Regions from separate parts of the Sus scrofa genome. Here region 2 is linked to region 1. A link is a contact called in public HiChIP or PLAC-seq data. All regions are on one chromosome and are shown on one strand. Each heading gives the region's core, a stretch centred on a gene start, on an enhancer-like site or on the middle of the called end of the contact. The rest is flanking DNA. Distances are from core to core; before and after follow the strand shown. Region 1 holds the start of DLST (dihydrolipoamide S-succinyltransferase). Region 2 holds the start of TMED10 (transmembrane emp24 domain-containing protein 10).

Region 1 (7,744 bases), core at 3,445-5,944:
ATCGACAAACTAATCTCAATTCAAGATGGATAAATCCTCAAAACATAATGCTGGCTAAAAGAAGAAAGTCACAGAATGACGCAAGTGACTGTGATTCATTTACATTACATTTAAAAATAGGCCAAAAACATCTAGATTTTTGCTGAGTACTCATCTATCCATTATTCTATTTTATTTTATTTGATTTTTTCCTTTTTAGGACTGCACTTGTGGCATATGGAGGTTCCCAGGCTAAGCGTCCAAACGGAGCTGTAGCTGCTGGCCTACACCATAGCCACAGCAACATGGGATCCGAGCTGCGTCTGCAAACTTCACCACAGCTCATGGCAACGCCAGATCCTCAACCCACTGAGCGAGGCCAGGGATTGAACCTGCATCTTCATGGATGCTGGTCAGGTTCAATAACCGCTGAGCCACCACAGGAACTCCTATTCATTATTTTATTTCATTTTAATTTTTATTTATTTTTTTTAGGGCAGCACTTGCGGCATATGGAGGTTCCCAGGCCAGGGGTCTAATTGGAGCTACAGCTGCCGGCCTACACCACAGCTCACAGCAACACCAGATCCTTAACCCACTCACTGAGCGAGGCCAGGGATCAAACCCACAACATCATGGTTCCTAGTCGGATTTGTTTCCACTGCGCCGCGCCAGGAACTCCATCCTATCCATTAATTTAAATTACAACTGAATGAAGAGCTACACAGTGGAAACTAGGTATCATGAGTAATGCAAAGTGAATATGGGGTATATCTCTATTTTATGGACCCAAGGCTAGAGCCCCATCTACCATCTGGTCACTAATATTTGAAAACATATAAGTGTATATTTCAGATCACACTTATGAATATTGGGGGATCTCAGTTAAGAGGAAAGAATGCTGTGTATATTATTTAAGCTGAGCTGCCCTCTCTGGTGTTTTTCATTAATGGGACCATTTACGCTTTCTAGAAACATGTTTTTTTTCTTATATAATTTGAAAATAAGTACATATTTTCCTCAATTTAAAGAATAGGAATTTTTCTGTGGTACAGCAGTTAAGGATCTGGTATTGTCACTGCAGTGGCTGCTATGGGGCATAGTCAATCCCTGGCCTGGGAACTTCTGTGTGCTGTGGGTGTGGCAAAAAAAAAAAAAAAAAAAAAAAGAAGCAGTTAGGCCTATGGAGTTCCCACTGTGGCCGAGTGGGTTGACAATCCAGTTTGTACCTGTGGTGTTGCCAGTTTAATCCCTAGCCTGGTACAGTGGGTTAAGGATCCATCATTGTTGCAGCTATGGGATGGGTCTCAGCTCTGGCTTGGATTCCATCTCTAGCCTGGGAACTTCCATAGGTTGTGTGGGTGTGGCTGGAAAAGGATTTAAAAAAAAAAAAAGAATAGACAAAAACGTGTGCAGTTTAGGACACATGCATATTGAGGCTACAACGAAAGCAAGAGGATGATTAATATATAATTCAGTATAGCAGTGGTTAGCCAGAAGGGCCACATAGGGCTTTGCCATTTCTTTTTTTGTTGTTATTGTTTTCTTTTTTGTTTTGTTTTATTTTTGTCCACAGCATGGCCTGTGGAAGTTCCCAGGCTAGGGATCAAACCCTTGCCACAGCAGTAATCAGAGCCACAGCAGTTTCTTAACCTGCTGCACCACCAGGGAACTGCAGCCTTTACCATTTCTTAAGCTGTGTGGCGAGAGTGGCTATTCCTTTTATTACTTTTCTTTAGATCATACACATATATTTATATACCCTTTTGATTACATATTGCACAATAAAATTTTTAAAAATTTTGTTTTGAACCCTGCCACAAACAGAAATTTATGAACTTGTATTCATAAACTCTTGTCCTGATAGAGAATGCTGTGTCCTGGGAGGCTCTAAGTACAGAAAAAAATGTAAGCTTATCAGGCTGGACCTTGGGCTCCACAGAAGCTCCCATGTCCGTCTCAAGGAAATTAGTTTCAACCTTTATCCCGTGAGAGAAACTTCAAATGCTACTCGTGTGTGTGTGTGTGTGTGTGTGTGTGTGTGTGTGTGTGTGTGTGGTATCTATGTAACATCTAATTAACTTGGGTAATCACCAAGCATCTCAGGAGAAATGCTTTGCCACACTATTCGGGCCTGAGCTTCTCAGTTCTCAATAAGAATCTCAAATGTTAATTACATAAAACTGAAAAAAATAAGTAGCTATCTAAGATATATTAACAGCAACCCCTGCAAAGGATTGCCACAACTCCTGATGATTGTTTTTGGACCCTTTAGCTGTATCCAGCCATGTTGTCAGCATGGCAGCATTTAGTCATTCCACTTGTATTTACTGAGCACCCACGGAGTACTCGCCACTGTGAGTGACCTGGGCAGGGGGGAATTCAGGACAATAGAGACGTCTCCTTCTGCTGCTCTGCCCAGTAGAGGAGACAGACAGGCAAAAATGACATTACAATGCAAAGGAGAGATACAGACACAATACTTTGGAAAAACAAAAGGTATCTGTTAACTCTGCTAGAGGGGCTTAGGAAGGGATTCAAAAGCTTTAAAAAGGATGGTGAGGAATCCCTAGGCAAATAGGAGTTGGGAGCAGCCCTGGCCAAGAGGTGAAGGAGTGAAATAGCACTAAAGCTCAGCACCTGTGAGAATGGGGGTGGGGAGGTAGGGAGAGGATCACCATAAAGCAGAGGGCAGATTATCCAGTGCCTGGTCAAGCTGAGGAGATTAGACTTTATCCTACTGATAGGGAGAAGCAATGGAAGCATTTTAAGCAGGGGAGTGACAGGATCAGATTTGCACTTCAAAAGCATCTTTGACACAGGTGTGGAGGATGAGTTAAAGAAAGTGAGTAGAAGCTCAGGTTAGTTGGGAAGCTTTCAAAATAATCCAGCCGAAGGATGCTAAAGACTTGATCAGGGGCAGCTGCAAGGCAAGGATGTTTTCTCTATTTTAAGCTAGGGCTTCTGCCCATCCCTCCAGAATTTCAGTGGAAGTGCTTTCAGAGTTTAGACGAGTGAAAGCACCATAAAATTCCCAAGGCCAGGCAAAATGACTCAGCTAACAAAACCACCATGAGTAGGCACCAAGTGGCTCATTCATTCGTTCATTCTTAATTAAATCAGAAGCTTATAGAACACGCTTTCTATTAGGAAGGTGAACTATAAAAGTGAATACTCAGGAGTTCCTACTGTGGCTTAGTGGTAACAAACCCGACTAGCATCCATGAGGTTGCAGGTTTGATCCCTGGCCCCGCTCATGGGATTGAGGATCTGGCATTGCTGTGAGCTGTGGTGTAGGCTGGCAGCTACAGCTCTGATTCAACCCCTAGTCTGGGAACCTCCATATGCCAGAACCTTCATGTGCTGCAGGTGCAGCCCTAAAAAGACAAAAAAAAAAAAAAAAAAAAAAAGAGTAGAGGGGGGTGCTATGTGTTTTCTTGGTTGTTCAACGCTGGGAGGCCCCAATTCAGCCCACAGATATTGATTGCACACCTAAACGATGTCAATCTCTGTTCCAAGTGTTGGGGATACATTATAGTTCAAAAACAAACTCATAGAGAAAGAAATCTGATTTGTGGTTACCAGTGATGGGGGAGGAGGGAGAATTGGATGAAGATATAAACTTATAAGATAAATAAGTACTAGGGATGTAATGTATTGCATGATAAACTCACCCTGCTGTATGCTATATATGAAAGTTTTTAAGAGGGTAAATCCTAAGAGTTCTCATCACATACAAATTTTTTTTGTTTTAAATTTCTTTAATTTTGTACTTACATGAAAGGATGGATGTTCACTAAACTTTTTGCGATAATCGCTTCACACACATACAGCAAATCATTACGCTGTATATCTTATACAATGCTACATGTCAATTATGTTTCAACAAAAATGTAATTTTTAAAAATTACTAGGAATACAGCAGTGAAAAAGACAGACACATTCTCTAATCTAATGGAATTTATTTTCTAGAGGTCGAGAGACAAATGAATGGCTTTCAAAATGCACAGGATGTATGGGGTACAGTTGGCTTGGCTGTAGAGAGTTTGAATAGGGGCTAGGGAAGATCAGGAGATGTGGATGCAGAAGTAGGGCTACTTGGTGAAGGTCTTCAGCTGGGTTAAAGGGTAATGGGTTAAAGGGTTCCTTGGGGTTGTTTCTTTGTTCCGAGGTTAGAAAGGGAAGTGATCACTGCTTTTTACTACTATTATTTTTTTAATAGTTGAGGAATTTGAGGCATAGGGAGGCAATGTCTCTTGTCTAAGGACACACAAGTGTAAGATCAGGCAGGCTTGTTTGTCAAAGTCCGAGTTAGAAGCCCTTGACGCCTTCCACTCTTTTCCAGCAGCGCTGCGGAAGAAGAGCAGGGTGTCCGGGGACCCAGGAGAGATGGGCGCCACGCTCAGAGACAGCTCTGCGGAAAGATCGGGGAGGGAAGGACCCCGGGGCGACCTGATCACGGGACAGTCATAGGTACCCTGCAGAGGATTTGTCCCGGCCGGAAGGCAGCGCAACTTGTTCCGGGGGAGCCTAGCCGCAGCGGGTTCACCCTGCGGGCACACCTGGGCTGAGGTTAGGGCAGCTGTGTTCTGCCCGTCGATTTTCCCCCCCGTTCGTCAGTGGTTCGTTCCGAACACCCCTCTCTGCGCTGCGGGTGCCGTGGTCCGCCCTGCTTCCGGTTGTTGCCGGGCTCTATATCCGGTGTCCGCCCGCCCTCGGCTCCGCCGCCGCCGCCGCCGCGATGCTGTCCCGGTCCCGCTGCGTGTCCCGGGCGTTCAGCCGTTCGCTTTCCGCCTTTCAGAAGGTACGGTCCGGCCGGGCTGGGGCCCCGGAGGGTGAAAAACTCTCCGGCAGGCGGACGGACGGCTCGGGGTCAGGGGCGTGGCGCGCCGGCGAGGCCGGGCACCAAGGGCATCGGGACGCGGAGGCCGCGGGCTGGGTGGCCGAGAGCCGCTGTTGCTCTCGGGTTCTTTTGCGGAGCCCAGTAGCCCCTCGCCTGCCCGAGGCAGGCAGCGCCTGGTCCCCTGCTGTACCCCACCCTCCGCGCGGGGCGGAGGAGCCGCGCCCGCTCCGACACGAGACTCAGAGTTGGGGAGGAGGCGCCACGGAATGCTCCGACGGGATCCAAGGGCCCGTTTCCTCTCTGTTAAAATCAGTGGGTATCAGCCCCGTTGGAAAGTTGAGATAGTTTGGCAGGCCCAGCGTGCTGACGGAGTGAGAGCACGCCTAGGCTGTTGCCATTAGCTTTCGGCGTCATGAGATTTCACCTGTCACCAGCACCGGGACAGCTTTGAGTCTGTATTTAAGAGAGAAAGCTGTTTCTTTCCTCTGGGTGACGTCGATAATGTCTTCTTTCTCCACAGGGGAACTGCCCTCTAGGGAGACGTTCCCTGCCTGGTAAGTTCTGCCCTTGCTGTCACCTAAAAATGCTCTCCTCCTGGGCAGAGCCGTATGTGAGGAAATGGGGTGCCTGTGTTTCTCCGCATGGTGTTCAGATAGATAGGAATGAAACAAGATGCTATTTAATAACAAACATCATTTATTCATTTAGCACATAGTTACTCAGTATCCGCAATGTGTCAGGCACTGTGCTAGGCACTCACTAGGGATTCATCAGTGAGTGGTTCTCCTTGTACTAGACCGTAGACCATACAGTCTAGTGGGAAGGACACGGTGTAAATTGTTAAACAAATGGACTATCGTGAATCTTGGTTAAATGCTGAGAAGGAAACAAATGAAGCAGGACACTAAAGCTGTGACCCACAGGATGTGACAGAGGCCAGGGTGATGAAGAGCAGGAGAGGGAAAAGGAATAGCAAGTGCAGAGTCCCTGAGGAAGTAAAGACCTTGGCAGTATTTCGTTACTGGAAAAAAAAAAAAGGTGATTTGACCAGAGCATTTTGGTTAAGGGAGAGAGTGCCATGAGGTAGAGTGCCACGAGGTATCGAGACTAGGAGAAAGAATTTTGGTTTTATCCCAATAGTTTTTTATACACATGATACAAATATTTGTTGAATGAGTTGATCGTATTATGGGCATTCTGTGTGCCAAGCATTGTTCTGAGTGCTTTCTGTACTTTTTTTCAGTTAATCATTAAAAAACAGTAAAAGAGAAATTTTCTTTATTTACGCATGTATCATTCAAGGCTAAGAGAGGTTAAGTGCTTTGACCAAGGTCACTTGGACAACTACTGGTCAAGCCAGGCCTACCTACTCTTCTGCTTGAACCCCTAACCCACCAGGTTATCATTTACTCATGCACTACATAAATTATTTATTAAAATGTCACTGCATGCCAGGCACTGTCCTAGGTGACAGGGATATAGATGGTCTCTACCCTCCAGGATCTTATGGGCTACCAGGAGAGACAACAAATACATGTTTATGCATATGGAAGGACATAATTACATTGTAACTACTATGAAAGAGAAGTGGAGTGTAATGAGAGGGTGGGATGAAGTAGCCAGCTTGGGAGGTGGAGAGTGCAGCGGTAATATCAGCAAAGGCTTCCCCCACAGGAGTGACATTTAAGCCAAGTCTTAAAGAATCCATAGGAGTTGGCTGAGAGAACGATATTCTAGGCAAAGGGGATTGCTTGTGCAAAGGTTTTCAGGCAGGAAGACTTGACTCGTCATAGAAATGGAAAGGAAGCCTGTCTGGGAGGGCTGGGCAGGAATGTGTAAAGTTTTTGGACTTTATTCTAAGAGCCATGAGGTCATAGGCACCTGGCACAATGTTAGCTCAGGACTCTCAGTAATAAACTTTTTAGTTTGGAATCCTGAAAAATGTCAGTAAAGGTTTTCTCCATTTTAGAGACTAGCAGGACAATGGGAAGAGCTTTGTATTTGGGGTTTACATTGTGGTTCAGCACTTCTCCTTGGGCTCGTCACTTAACCTCCAGAAGCCTTTCTTATGTATGAAATGGGGATCATGGCAGATGGTTGTTCCGCTTCAGGGAGCTGTGAGGCGAAAATCAAAATGAGGTCATTATGTGAAGGATTTTTATCAACTCCAAAGCACTGTACAAATGAAACTTGCTATAAGATGAATTCTGAGTTGGACTTAGGATTCCAGAAGTTGGTATGGGCTGGCTGTTCTAGCTCAAATACATGCTATGCTTGGGGTTTTTACTGCATAGTCATTGGCTACTGGACATGGAGGTGGGCACAAGAGAGAATTGTCTCCCGTTCAGTGGCTCCTGTGCCCATGGTTCAGAAAGAGTTATTAATAGATCTGAAAAAGTAAGACCCAGGAGAGAATATATTCAGGTGAAGCAGATAGAGTGATTAGTTATTGAGGAAATGCAGTCATCTGTGCTAAGGACAGTTGGTGGGGCAGAGAGGAGCTCCCACCTTGTTGAGTGTGACCAGAGTGGAAGGTCTCAGGGAGGGGGGAAGACAAAACACTGAAAGAAGGGATAATGATTTGCTCAGTCCTAGAACCAGCTGGAGTCCTTGGGCCTAAAGTAGCCCAGTCTTTGCTGCTGAGGTACAGGCAACAAGACTTCCAGCTCAGTGTATTTTAAATAACCAGGGAAACAAACTCAGATCAAACATTTCCACTGCTCCTCTGATTAGGCTGTGTCTTCACAAGATAAGCCATCATGTGTTTTTCTTAAGCTTCAGTTGTATTTGAAGACTTGCAGAGTAGAGGCACTTTATTATGAAAACATGTAGGGATAATGAGAGTTTATGAATTTTAAGGTAAATAAGATGATAGAATTCTCCCCTTTCTTCCTCAAACACCTTCCCACCCACAGTCCCACA
Region 2 (7,744 bases), core at 2,281-4,780, 270 kb after region 1:
GAAGTATGCAGGACTGAAATACCATGACATCTAGGATTTACTTTAAAACCAAATGAGAAGAAAGAGGCAGTTAAGATGAAATAAGTGTGGCAAGATTCTAAAAACCAGGAGCTTTCACATCAAAATCAGGATTTCTGGGAGTTCCCAGTGTGGCTCAGTAGAAACAAATCTGACTAGTATTGGTGAGGACCCAAGTTCGATCCCTGGCCTCTCTCAGTGGGTTAAGGATTCAGTGTTGCTGTGAGCTGTGCTGTAGGTCCCAGACATGGCTCAGATCTGATGTTGCTGTGGCTGTGGTGTAGGCCAGCAGCTGCAGCTCTGATTCAACCCCTAGCCTGGGAACTTCCATATGCTGCGGTGTGGCCCTGAAAAGACAAAAACAAACAAACAAAAAACAGGATTTCTGGTTTTTTGAAAAATCAGATATGGCAACAAGGCCCACATAAAGAGATGAGTACTAACTACTTCAAATTGAGTTTTCACAACTTCCAATTATCCCCCATTTATCATCACTGCTGTCTGTCTGTCTTTCTCTCTCTCTCTCTTCTTTTTAGAGCTGTATGCACGGCATATGCCAAGTTCCCAGGCTAGGGGTCAAATCTGAGCTAGAGCTGCCAACCTACACCACAGCTCACGGCAATGCCAGATCCATAACTCACTGAGCAAGGCCAGGGACTGAACCTGAGTCCTCATGGATACTAGTCAGGTTTGTTAACCGCTGAGCCAAGAAGAGAACTCCCACTCCTGCTGTTTTTCTTATAGCTGGCCCAAATCATTCATTTATGTTACCGACTTAGCATTTGAGTTAAGGCCCCAGGAGTAGTCCAATTAAGCTGGTTGGTAGCAGAAGAAAAGAGCAGACATAACTGATGGCAAAATGCCTGCAATGCAGGTGCACAGACTTCTGCTGCTTAAGTCCTTCAGCAGCCTCGGATACAGACGTAACACCCATAAGACCATGCTACACTATGTGCTCCCTGTATTAAGAGCTTCCTGGAAGCAAGGTGGTATGTTTGACATTCTGAAAAATATGAACATGAATAAAATTCTTGCCCTCAGGATACTAATGGTCTAATAAGGAAGACAAGATACAAGTAATTACAATTTAAGATGAAAATATGTTGAGTTTAGGGTACTGTTCAGGATGGCGCATATGTAAAATGCAAAGCGGGGAGCGGCAAAGCAGTTACAGTTTCAGGAACAGATAATGAGCACTACAGAGTATACCGGGAAATCTATTTATTTTTTTTTTTTTGCTTTTTATTTAGGGCCACATCTGTGGCATATGGAGGTTCTCAGGCTAGGGATCAAATAACATATGCTGCTGGCCTATGCCACAGCCACAACAATGGATCTGAGCCACGTCTGCAACCTACACCACAGCTCACAGCAATCCTGGATCCCCAACCCACTGAGTGAGGCCAAGGATCGAACCTGCATCCTCATGGATACTAGTGGATTGTTTCCACTGCGCCACAACGGGAACTCCTATTGAGAAATTTAAACTTTACCAGATAAGGAATAGTGAGCCTCTGGAAGGTTTTAAAATGTAAGTACAAATCAGAGGGGGCAACACGAGAGATGAGAATAAAGTCTCTTTCACTGCTAAAATTCTCTGATCCTATGCACTACATACATAGAATCGAGCCAGAAGCGTGATCCCCAAATTGTTGCACCTAAGCCTCTAAAATCACGCCATCATGGTTTTCTTGGCTAGACAGAAATAAAAGCCTCAGTCATTATGCAACAGTCCTATAATTTTTCATCTCTCAAAGTTTAAGTAAGAAATTGCATCTATTATGACTATTGCATTCCAATACCTTAAGCTTTTTTTTTTTTAGCTTCTTAGGGCTGCACCTGCTGCATATGGAGGTTCCCAAGCTAGGGGTCTAATTGGAGCCACAGCTGCCGGCCTAAGCCACATCAAATCCGAGCCACATCTGCGACCTATACCATCGCTCACAGCAACTCCAGATCCTTAACCCACTGAGCAAGGCCAGGTATCGAACCACAACCTCATGGTTCCTAGTCAGATTCATTTCCGTTGCGCCACGATGGGAATTCCTCCAATACTTTAAGCTTATGTACTTAAAGCTCTATTAAAACGTAAAAATGTTTCTTCCTATTTAGTTCAAGACCCGTACTGTTAAAAACAAACAAAAAAAAACCCCATATGGGGTTCCCTTGTGGCACAGCTGGTTAAGGATCCAGCTGTTGTCACTACAGTGGCTCTGTTACAGCTTTGTCTGGAGGGTTTGATCCCTGGCCCAGAAACTTCCACATGCCCCAGCAGGCCAAACAAACAAAACCCCCACATGCTTACTGCAAATGAATAAAACCACCTAAAACAAAACCCAATCTTAAGAGATATCAAATCATGTTAAGGTTTCAAAGAGGAGGCCTGGTCATTCTAACTGCAATATGGGACCAAAGTGACATAATTGGTAATAGCTGTCCAAGAGTATAGTTAAAATTTACACAAAACTTGGCCAAGTCCAGATTCTGGGGTACGGGAAAGAAAAGTACAAGAGACTGAGACCATTTCGTGACCAATAATGGACTTGAATCAATCACAGGAATTACAAATAAAAGGCAAGGAGAGTCTAAGATTGCAGCACTTTTCCGTCACTTTACTCAACTCCTAAACTAAGAATCACCAGTTTGTTCTCCAACTTCTGAGCCTCAATTGTGTAAAATGAGGTCAATAGTACCTACTACACAGGGTAATGTACGAACTAAATGTATGTACAGTACAGAACCTGACACACGGCTAATGCTCAAGAAATAACAGCTTTTACTATTCACAGCTCGCTTAAATGCTTCCATTATTTTCCTGCAGGTATCAATGTGTCTTAGGATGCTGGTCCCCACAAACACTCGGCATCCATAGATTTCTTTGGAGAACCAAGTTACAGTTCAAGGTACTTAAGACCAAAACAGGTATAGGGCCACGACAACGACCCAAAGTCGAAGCCACTGCAGCTCAACTGTCACCACATCCGCCAAGGCCTGGCGGCCCTTCAATGGGTTCCCGGCTTTGGCGCCCAGCCCCGCCCAGCGAACGCCAACGAGGAGGATGAGGGGGCGGTCTCGGCGGCTCGCCCCGAGCGCTCGGGGAGGCCAGGCCGCCCTCCAGACCTCAATCTGCAAGACTCCCCAGGTTCTCCGCCACCGCGCCGACGCCTGTGGTGTATCCTCCCCGCCCCTCGCCCCCGACGGTCGCACCTTGAGGTGGGTGCGCGGGCCGCCAGCGCCCCCAGACTGGTCGGTGATCTCGTACGCGCCCGTCACCAGCAGGTCCTTGTGGATCTCCTCGCGGAGGCACTTGCGGGAATTAACGGGCAGATGGAAGGAGATCGTGAGGACGGAGCTGGGGCCGAGCAGGAATAAAAGCAGCAACGCTAGCGGGCAAGGGCCACGCAGGGCTTGTGGATCAGACAAGCCAGACATGGTGCCGGAGACTGTTCACCACCGTGGGCCTGTATCGCGCCGGAACCGGGAGGGCCCACGTAACTCACCTCTGACCTTTCAATACTGCCGGCGCCATTTTGGAGGCTGGCAAATAGATTAAAAATGTACAGTAAGTCTTTTAAAGGGAAGTGGGGATATGATAACATATCGTACTCACAGATTAACGTGGTTAAATGAGATTTCCCAGACGTTTCCCCGAAAAGTTTCGTTTTTGTTAAGCTCAGTCAGCCATAGCAAGTATGGGCAGCCCTGGAAGTAATTCTCCTTTAAATTCCGGAAGTAGTGCCCTGAAGTTTTAATGGTCTGTGATACCATAGCAACTAAGCCCCAATAGGAAACAGCCACAATGCCAATTGCTGGGCCCGCCTTCCGACCTCCGGAGAGCACCCGGAGGGGGCGGAGATGCAGGCAGAGTAGGTGCCGTCCCAGTGACGTGGTGACCGTTGGGACTTTGAGCGCTCGAGAGGAAGACCTCAAGAGGCCGAGGAAAATTTGCAATCTGGCTATTAAGCGAGCAGGAGCCAGAACCTCAGAGAAGGAGTAGAGGTCGCCTGGTGAATGTGAGCTGGAACCGTCCAGTTCATGCCCCTGAGCTGGGGTATTTGGGCTGGAGTAACTGATTTCTGAATATGCATCTTATGTAACAGACATTAAGCACCTACTATGCTAGGTGGTATTCAAACTAAATTTGGATTCTGTATTTAAATTGAATAAAACACGCTTTTAGTCCAGTGTTGGAGATGGACCTAATGTGTTTTACCAGATAAGCATTGTCCAGGGAAGCCAAGTATTGATGTGTTTTAAATGTTTAAAACACTTTAGGGATCAAATTGGCAAGTCCGTAGTAAGGAAACCTACATGGTAATCATGCATGCTTTTGTTTAACAAATATTTATTGACTACCTACTATGTGCCAGACACTATCCCATGCATGCCTACTGACATGTTTATTGAGTCAACAAACCATTAGGGGGATGCTATAAAATATTCAGAGCTGAAGAAAGTAGGAAGTTGAAAAAGTACTCATCAGCCTATGTTTAGAATTATCTACTTTGATTCATGTTTATTGAGCATCTACAGAAATACCAAGAAGATGGACTGTATGCTTTTAACAAATTAAACAGTTGTTCTGTGTTTATAACTCCTTTCAGACTATTTCCTGGAACTGAAATCCCACAAACAAAACAAGAACAAACAAAAGAGCTGTAAAGCATTTTAAAATTTGACAAATGTCATATAATAATTATTTTATGAGGTGTCCACTTAGGAACATTTAGTTTGACTATTTTATCCCTCATCTAAGATACCGATGGTAATTTATTCAGAACACCCTGGTAATTTGCATTGGCCATTAGCTTTTTCCCTGGGGAGGGTGGGGGGAGGATCAATACCAAGCAGTTATCTAATTCCCTGTTTACTCTCAGTCCTGAGGCTTTGCCGACCATCAGCAAGAGATTTGCAAACCCATGAAATACCTGTGTGGTTTTTACCTTTAAATTACTTTTTTTTTTTTTTTTTTTTTTAGGGCCACACCCAGGGCATATGGAAGTTCCCAGGCTACGGGTGAATTGGAGCTACAGCTGTTGGCTTACGCCACAGCCACAGCAACGCCAGATCCAGATCCGAGGCAACCTACACCACAGCTCAGGGCAACATTGGATCCTTAACCCACTGAGCAAGGCCAGAGATCCAACACGCATCCTCGTGGATTCTAGTCAGGTTTGTTTACCATTGAGCCACGAGGGGAACTCCTAAATTTCTATTTTATATTTAAATGACAGCTTATATGTTTTAAAATATTTTCACATATATTAGTTATCTCATTTGGCATTTTCAAAAACCATGTGATGTAGGCTGGGCAAATCTGTTCATTTTACAGATGAGGAGAAGTTCTGAGAGGCCAAAGAACTTTCATACCCAAAGTCCCATAGTTTAAAAGTGACAAAGTCGGTCTAAGGGCCTGAGCCTTCTTCAGAAAGGCACTATTATTTTATAAGTGAAGAAACAGAAAAATTGAGTTACTTTCCTAAATTACAGCTCTCAGGTCCTGATCCTGTGTCCTCACTTACCCTGGCCTGCAGCTCTTTCCTTTCCCCCTTCCTTCCTTCTGTTTTTCTTCTTAGTACTCACCACTGTCTAAGCCTCATGCATTTTACTTACACACTTATTAATCTGTCTCCCTGACTGGGATTTCTTTTTTGTGAGGGACAGGGATTTTTGTCTGTTTTGTTCACTGCTTTATCTTCTAAATCTAAAATAGTGCCTGGTGCTTAGAAGGCACAATAAATAATGGTTCAATGAATGCAAGAATAATTCCTTAGCTCCTAACAAAGTCTAATAGTAAAATTCTTCTGTTATTCCTTTGCTGTTTTCACACAAATTTATTTAACCCACAATGTATCCAAAGTGTAGGTACTATTTCATTTTCACCAACAATATGCAAATCTTTATTTTTTGTCTTTTTAGGGCTGCATCCATGGCATATGGAGGTACCCAGGCTAGGGGTCCAATTGGAGCTGTAGCCACCGGCTTAAACCACAGCTCACGGCAACGCCGGATCCTTAACTCACTGAGTGAGGCCAGGTATTGAACCCACATCCTCATGGATACTAGTGGTGTTCGTTAACTGCTGAGCCACGATGGGAATGCCACAAATCTTTTTTTTAAATTGAAAAATGGGAGTTCCTGTTGCAGCGCAGCCGAAACAAATCCGACTAGGAAATATGAGGTTGCAGGTTCCATCCCTAGCCTCGCTCAGTGGGTTCAATGAGCAGTGAGCTGTGGTGTAGGTAGCAGACATGTCTCAGATCTAGCGTTGCTGTGGCTTTGGCATAGGCCGGTGGCTACAGCTCCGATTAGACCCCTAGCCTGGGAAGCTCCATATACCGAGAGTGCGGCCCTAAAAGGACAAAGGGCAGAAAAAAAAAAAAAAAATTGAAAAGTGTGTCCTTATTTCTATATAAGGACATACACATACAAAAATCTCCCCTCTAGGTTGTAGTACTAGAGGGCAGAGTAGATCCTAGCAACTAGAATTTTTCCTGTCTTTTTAGGGCCACACTCATGGAAGTTTCCAGGCCAGAGGTTGAATTGGAGCTGCAGCCACCGGCCTACACCGCAGTCCCAGCAACACTAGATCCGAGCCGTGTCTGTGACCTACACCACAGCTCACAGCATCACTGGATCCTTAACCCACTGAGCAAGGCCAGGGATCAAACCTGTGTCCTCATGGATACTCATCAGATTCATTTCCCAGGAACTCCCAAAATAGAATTCTTAAACTCTGCATCTGCATTAAACAAGGTACCATTTGAAATCTGGAGAAAAGGCCTCATTCTGAATTGGAGAGCGAATGGAAAGTATCCTGCAACTAGAGAAGTTGTTTTTTCCTGGACTGTCTTCTGCCATCTCATCATCCTGAAGCTCCCCCGGCCTGACCTACCTAAGATTCCTGGAGCCTCTGGAGGTGAAGAGATGTTACCAGGACACACCCTTTACCCAGTCTCTCCCTAAGCCACAGGTTTCCCAACACACCTCACTCCAGACAGTGAATCAGGAGCTCTTATTGAACATCTGCATTTGTAATAAACTTGCTGGGCAGTCCTGTGGTTGGGAGGCCTTGGAAGCACTTCAGCCCTCCCGATACCTCCTTTAAGCAGCCTAATCCCCAGGTGTGGCTTGAGGCTCCCCAGCTCCAACGCAAAAGCAGTCAAGGATTTCTAACTTCAGTGTCCCTGCCCATTCTTGTGTACAGTCCCACCCCCACTCACAGTGTGTATTTAAATAGCTAAAACAAGATGGGTTCTGTGAAGATACAAAAGACCCTTTGGGAAAGCAGTTTAGTAATATTTGTCATGCGTCACACTCTTTGAGCCAGAGAGTGATGCCAAAGACCTTTTCTATGGGTCCTCTGAGTTCTGGCGTCCCCCAGGAGCTGGTCCTGGAACCTCTGTGCTGCACTCTGGGTGATCTCATCCAGTCTATGACTTTAAATGCATCCATGGACCCAAAACTCCCAAATGTGAATCTCCAACCCTGACCTCTCCCCTAAACTCCAGGGTCTATATCAGGCTCCCTACTTGACATCTCCCCTTGGATGACTAATAGACAACTCATACTTAACTCTTGATTTCCTCTTTCCCCCCAGCCCCCAAATCTGCTTCTTCCCCATCTCAGCAAAGGACACCACCTGCGACTTCTTCAATGAGCCCATCCCTGTTTCCTCTTTCTCTTACCCCCACCCCACACAGAGCCAGTTCACCAGCCAGTCCTA

Evidence for each region. HiChIP or PLAC-seq counts read pairs in DNA pulled down with a chosen protein or histone mark.
Region 2: a contact with region 1 is called in an H3K27ac HiChIP or PLAC-seq map of alveolar macrophages. The contact joins the promoter of TMED10 here to the promoter of DLST in region 1. A contact is called at or near these places in 2 of 5 promoter capture datasets (fetal liver and liver) and 1 of 2 datasets of contacts at active chromatin or transcription factors (alveolar macrophages).

Annotation. Positions count from the first base shown.
Region 1 is chr7:98,086,467-98,094,210 of Sscrofa11.1, forward strand. It overlaps DLST (dihydrolipoamide S-succinyltransferase), which reads left to right and starts at 4,695. Exons shown (of 15, transcript NM_214397.1): 1 at 4,695-4,783; 2 at 5,343-5,376. The coding sequence starts at 4,721.
Region 2 is chr7:98,359,122-98,366,865 of Sscrofa11.1, forward strand. It overlaps TMED10 (transmembrane emp24 domain-containing protein 10), which reads right to left and starts at 3,531. Exons shown (of 5, transcript XM_001926711.5): 1 at 3,226-3,531. The coding sequence starts at 3,450.